2 separate regions of the Triticum aestivum genome follow, and region 1 is linked to region 2. The links are chromatin contacts, called in public HiCAR-type maps. All regions are on one chromosome and are shown on one strand. Each heading gives the region's core, a stretch centred on a gene start, on an enhancer-like site or on the middle of the called end of the contact. The rest is flanking DNA. Distances are from core to core; before and after follow the strand shown. Region 1 holds the start of LOC123119121 (enolase). Region 2 holds the start of LOC123119120 (neutral ceramidase).

Region 1 (2,888 bases), core at 79-2,578, 370 kb before region 2:
AGAATTATGGCATAGATTTACAGAATGTGAGTATAAGCAGCAGCCACATTAAATCAGCAAGAACCGCAACATAGATTTACAGATTGTGAAGATAAAATCCAGTCAAACGAATGTAAACCTTGGAAACACCCTTGCCCAAGTAGTCAGATCCACCGTCCCTCAGCTCCAAAGCTTCATAGACACCTACATAAGAGGGATGATTCAGACAAGATTAGCTTCATTCAGTCAATAAATGATGACAGGGACATTGTGTACCTTCACTAGACAGGAACCAAGGCAAAAGTTGATTCTAAGGTTGAAAGGAAAACAGCGGTGATGCAATAACAAAAATGACCCACCAGTTGATGCACCGCTGGGAACGGCGGCCCTGGCGAAGGTTCCATCTGAGCAGCACACATCAACCTGATGCACACAACAAGAGTGAAGTCAGCAACCTCATCTTACATTTCCGTCACAGCAAACAACAAAATCAGAGCATCACTAGGACGCCAAACCACAAGGATTATAAGATAAGCTACATAGACACTATGGCAGCCAGGTGGACGGCGATAATCGGGCTTTTCCGACTAGCTTTTGCTTTTGAGCAACCACAAACTGAGCATGAGCATGACAAACAAACCGATCCGTGGATAAAACCAAAAATAGATGACAAGCAGGCTAACATGAAAATTGCACGCGCCATGGCATCTGACTGAACAAACCACCTCGCGCCGAATCTAGCATAACCCAACCCGCCCAACTCAAAAAACATCCTGCTGGCTCAGGCTCACCCACCTACCCAAAACCCCTCGACTCTGACCGAAAGGGTCCGTCAGAAACCCTACGCTCTGCTGCGCAGAAACCCCAGCCCACGCCCCGCGGGCGAACCGGACCAGATCGGACGCGCAATCGAAAAAGCCGAGCCGCTGCTACGAACGCACGCACGCACGAACGATCGCGGCACCCCTTACCGCTAGCAGATCGAGTCGAACCGGACCACAACGCACAGATCAGGGAGACGGACGGGGGATGGGCGCGCGCGTGCGTACCTCGACGGTGGGGTTGCCGCGGCTGTCGAAGATCTGGCGGGCCTTCACGGACTGGATCGTCGCCGCCATGGCTGGTCTCGCGTGGCTTGGAGAGGAAGCCGAGATCGAATCGAATCGAATCGGACCAGATGGAGCGGAGAGCGAGAGGGGTGCGGGTTCGCTGTACGGGTGGGCGGACCGGAGGGGCGGCCCCTGCTTTCTTATAGCGACGATGCAGATGCAAACGGGGGCGCCGCTGGTTCGCCTATTGTTTTTGACGAGCACACGGGACGCCGCGTCTCTCTGCGGGTGGGGCCGGCGGGCGGGCGGTCCTCCCGGGGGCCCGCGTGTAAGGGGCGCCACGCGGGCGGCCGCGCACGGAGATGGAACAACTGGCGAATATGCCGTGGGATTCGCAGAGCGGTCTGGGAGCGCCCCAGGTGGGGCTAGGCTGATGGGGACACTTGTCGTCTGCCCATTGGGCCGATCCAGGTGACATCGGGTTAATCAGCAAGAGAACAATAAATGGCACAAGAGCGAGCCAACTTGAACTTTTGTTTTGTTTACCTTTTTATTATTATAATCTAATCAATCATCAGATCTGTCGTATTTATTTATTATACAGCCGTAAACATCGGGTAGTCCGCATCGTATATACCGGTACAAAATACTGTACAATTTTATTATTATTATTATTGTTATGACAGGGAGATTTACATCACATCACACGGGGACTGTTGCTCCCAGGCGGGAGCAGGCAGGAAGCAAAAGGCATCTCAGATTTCTATGCTGGCCTTGGAGCATTTCGGCGAAAGATACGGAGCTGCGTGCTAGGATTTTCTTCCCATCTTCACTTGTTGGCGAAAGCGACGCCCTTGTGGATGCTCTCGGCCAGCTCGCCCTTGGCCTTCTCCAGCCCGGCCCTGCACCACGGCGACAAGGCAACATTAAATTGGGCGACACAAGCAAATCATCCTTCCCTAGGCTATGTATGTATGTGCTCAGCTGCAGACCTCTCAAACTCGTTCAGCGGGCCGAGCGGCAGGACCTCCTCGACGCCGGACCGGCCCAGCCGCACCTTGGACGCGAAGAAGGGCAGCTCCGTCACCTTCAAGACACGCAATGAAGAACAAGATTTTGCGATTCAGAAAATGCTTGTCGGTCGGCTAGGAATGATTGCTTAGGGATGAGCTGAGAGAAAGAAATAATAACCTGAGAGGCTATGTAAGAGCACTCCACTATCCCGGCGTCGCCGCGCAGCCCTCTCAGGCAGGCGTCCGCGAATTTGGCTGCTGCGTAGGCCTGAAATTTAAAAAAAAAGGGAAGATTTAGTGTTGCTTCAGCCATCGTCGGAGCATACAAACCAGGTTGACTGATGGGGATGTAAGTTGGGGGAGACAAACCATGGAAAGGGTTGCTGATCCTGCTCCTGCCTTCGCCTGAAATGAATTTGGATTGTCAGAAAGGAACTTCATCGCATTAATACAACAGTGGTCAAGGTTCCTCTACAACACAACACTGGTCAAACACTGGCCGGCCGGCCAGCCAACAGCTTAGGAAAATTCTATTGACTGTCAGGCAGCCACCAAACCAGAACATGTGTCCGCAGCTAGCACTAGAAATTAGTATAGCCCCCTATGCGGGTAAAAGTATTGTGTACAAGAAGGTTTCTGCTCAACTTAACAGTTAACATGCACCTGATAATTGACCTTTGTTGTCAACACTGTGAAGCTCTCGAATAAACTAATATATGCATCTTTGTCTATTATAGAACACAAGGAATTTGGTAATTTCACATATCCATCTCACATCTACTGAGGTCTAACTCTCATGTTCTCAAAACATAGCTCGTCAGATCTTATTCAGCTTTGTTAACTATAA
Region 2 (2,772 bases), core at 229-2,728:
ACGAAGCATGAAAATTATACTGAACCAACAGTAAAAAGAAGGGACAGCTGCAAACGCCCTTGCCATATCATGCTTTAAAGAGCGCAATAGTCACTTGCCCCTAAGACGAGATCTAGTAATCACTGAAGCATCATCCCAGAGTACATGCTTGTAATTCATCACTACCGGTCTAGATGATTGAAGAAACTGGACCATACATAAGAAGATGTGGAAGACGTCCTATCAATAGCCAACCAATTGTCTTTCAAAAGACAGACTAACTACCAAGATCTGAAGAGAGCTAATTAGACCCGGCAACACAAACTCACACAGACCTTCTGTTGGTGCCAGATCGGATGTCATCGAGGTAGGAAGAGACGAGAGAGACCGGCCACCTCATCAATGTCACCAAGGGAAAAAAATACTAAGGAAAAAAGAGATGATGCTTGCAGTTTGATACCGTTACTTTTCGTTTTAACGAAATGAAGTTTGGGTTTGGGGAAGGGGGCTTTTTATCAACATAGAAAGGGGAAAAATGTTTGTTGTCCTCACTTACAAGCAACCCAACATTAGGTCCGGCCAGTATCGGTTGCCGAAGCCCGAAGCCCAGAGTCCATCCCGTTAATCCATTGCAGGGAGAGAGAAATACATGGATTATCTAAAAAAACAAAATGTTAAAAAACACATGGAGTATCGGTTGCCTAATGTTTTTTTAATTTACGTGTATTAAAAAATGTTAATAAAATTGAACAAAATTCCCCCAATTAAAAAAATATTCATTAATGAAAAAATATCCTGAAAATTCAAAAACTGTCCGTGACTTACGAAATAGTTTATTCATTCATAAAATGTTCACTAATTCAGAAAATGATCATGCATTTAGAAAGATGTTCGTTAAATAAAAATATATCCGTGAATTTAAAAAATTGTTCCACCAATTTCCGAAAAATGTTGGTCGATTCTAGAAATGTTCGTCGATTGAAGAAAATTATGTTAATTTTTTTTGCTAATAGTATAAAATGTTCATGAATTCAAAAAATGATCATGATTTTAGAAAATGTTAGAAAATCTGTAAAAGGGTTCACGAATTTGAAAAATGTTCATGATTTGAAATATGTTCACAATTTCACAAAATTGAGAGTGATAGTGTTACTCGGTGATGCAGTAAAATGTGGTCATGGCCGTTGAAGATTAAGATTTTTTTGCCGTTGCAACGCATGGGCCTTTTGCCAGTATTTCATAATGAATCTAACAATATTGATTTGACATTTTAAATGTTGATACTTTTCCTATAACGTTTGTTTGAGACTTTTTTTATAACTTTAGTCAAAGTAGAGATACTTTGACTGGACAAAACTTACACAGCGACTTTACCGGAGGTTTGATCGGGATCCGAGGATTCTAAGGGCTTTCGAACTGCTAAAAAATCTTACGTTCGCAGTGGAGTAAAAAAAAAAAACAAAATGGGGGCAAACGCGTGGAAGGCCCGGCCCGAAGTCTCAGCGGCGCGTCGCCATCGTCTCCCCACTTGGTCGTCATCCAACCCTCAAAAAAAAAAAAAACTTGGTCGTCATCCTCGCCGCCGATTCAACGCCTCGCCCGCTCCCCCTCCTCCTCAGTCCGGCCGTCTCCATGCCGACGAGGTCCAGGTCCTCGAGCTCAGAGGTGCGCGCGCCTCCTCCCCCGCTCCACCAGTTCCCGCGGTGCTGAACTCCTCTCGTGTTTGTTTGTTTGGTTAGCTGGGTCCCTTTTCCCTTTCCGAGCCGTGCCTTGTACGCTCCACCCTGTCCCCCTCCGTCCGTCGCGGTCGGCCGTCGCCACTGGGAGCCGTGAGCTACGACCACGAGGCGCCCCGCCCTTGGAGTTCCCAACCGGCCTAGTCGTGTCTGCCGGGGACGGAGAGGCGCGGGTTTAAATGCCGGCGGAGGCCACTAGCCAGTGGAGCAGCTGGGGCGGGGTTCCCAGTCGAGATTCGCCCTTCGCATGGTGAGCCAGTCCGCTTCCCCCTCCCCCCCTCACTTCATTCCAGCCAGGTCGCGTCTGTCGTAAATTGGACGCGTTTCACTAATCAGCTAGGGGTAGTTAAATTGCTGTATGCAGTTGTTCTAGCTAGGGTTTGAGCATGCTTGGTGCGGATCTGGGGTGCTAGATTTTGTGCTCCAGTGGATGATTTCTCGTCGAAGTTTAGAACCAGGTATCAGTAGATATTCGCTCTCGAAAAAAAGATATCAGTAGATGTTACGGTTGAAGAATCAACTCCTAAGGGAAAACTATTCATGATACAAATCCTAGGACCTTCTTTTTCTAGAAAAACACTGAATGGATTTTATGGTTCCTCAAAATTCGAAATCTCAAGTGGGAAACTCAGGACTCCGCTATACTAATTCTAGGAGTTTTTATGATACTAAAATTAGGAATTTACGTCTCTTCTAAGAAAACCCAGAATTTCATGGTACTAGTTCCAAGATTATTTTTTGACAAAAAAATACATTGAGCAAATTTCATGATTTTTCCTGCATTTAAATTTAAGTGCAAAATTGATAATTCTGGGACAGTAATTCAGCAACCGCAAATTAAATTGAGTGTACTCTGGGTCCCGGGAGCCGAAAATTCCCGTCCATTATAGGTGCTAATACACTAGTACTACTGATTCTAGAGTACAGACCTACCTACCAAACGGACCCCAGTTTATCAACCATAAACCCGTACAGAATAGGCCATTAATGCCTCCTAGTTCAGAACTCCTACTTCATTTAGTAAAACATGTTATCGCCTGCCAGAAGATGAGATGGA

Evidence for each region. HiCAR-type assays count read pairs that join an accessible place to other places.
Region 1: a contact with region 2 is called in a HiCAR-type map of leaf, with 8 times the contacts expected there. The contact joins the promoter of LOC123119121 here to the promoter of LOC123119120 in region 2. A contact is called at or near these places in 2 of 5 Hi-C or Micro-C datasets (both in leaf) and 1 of 1 datasets of contacts at active chromatin or transcription factors (leaf).

Annotation. Positions count from the first base shown.
Region 1 is chr5D:12,677,582-12,680,469 of IWGSC CS RefSeq v2.1, reverse strand. LOC123119121 (enolase) reads right to left here and starts at 1,328. Exons shown (of 17, transcript XM_044538815.1): 1 at 1,029-1,328; 2 at 339-402; 3 at 119-183. The coding sequence starts at 1,097. LOC123119122 (malate dehydrogenase, glyoxysomal) reads right to left here. Exons shown (of 9, transcript XM_044538816.1): 6 at 2,411-2,446; 7 at 2,220-2,309; 8 at 2,021-2,115; 9 at 1,663-1,930. The coding sequence ends at 1,858.
Region 2 is chr5D:12,312,297-12,315,068 of IWGSC CS RefSeq v2.1, reverse strand. It overlaps LOC123119120 (neutral ceramidase), which reads left to right and starts at 1,478. Exons shown (of 10, transcript XM_044538813.1): 1 at 1,478-1,644.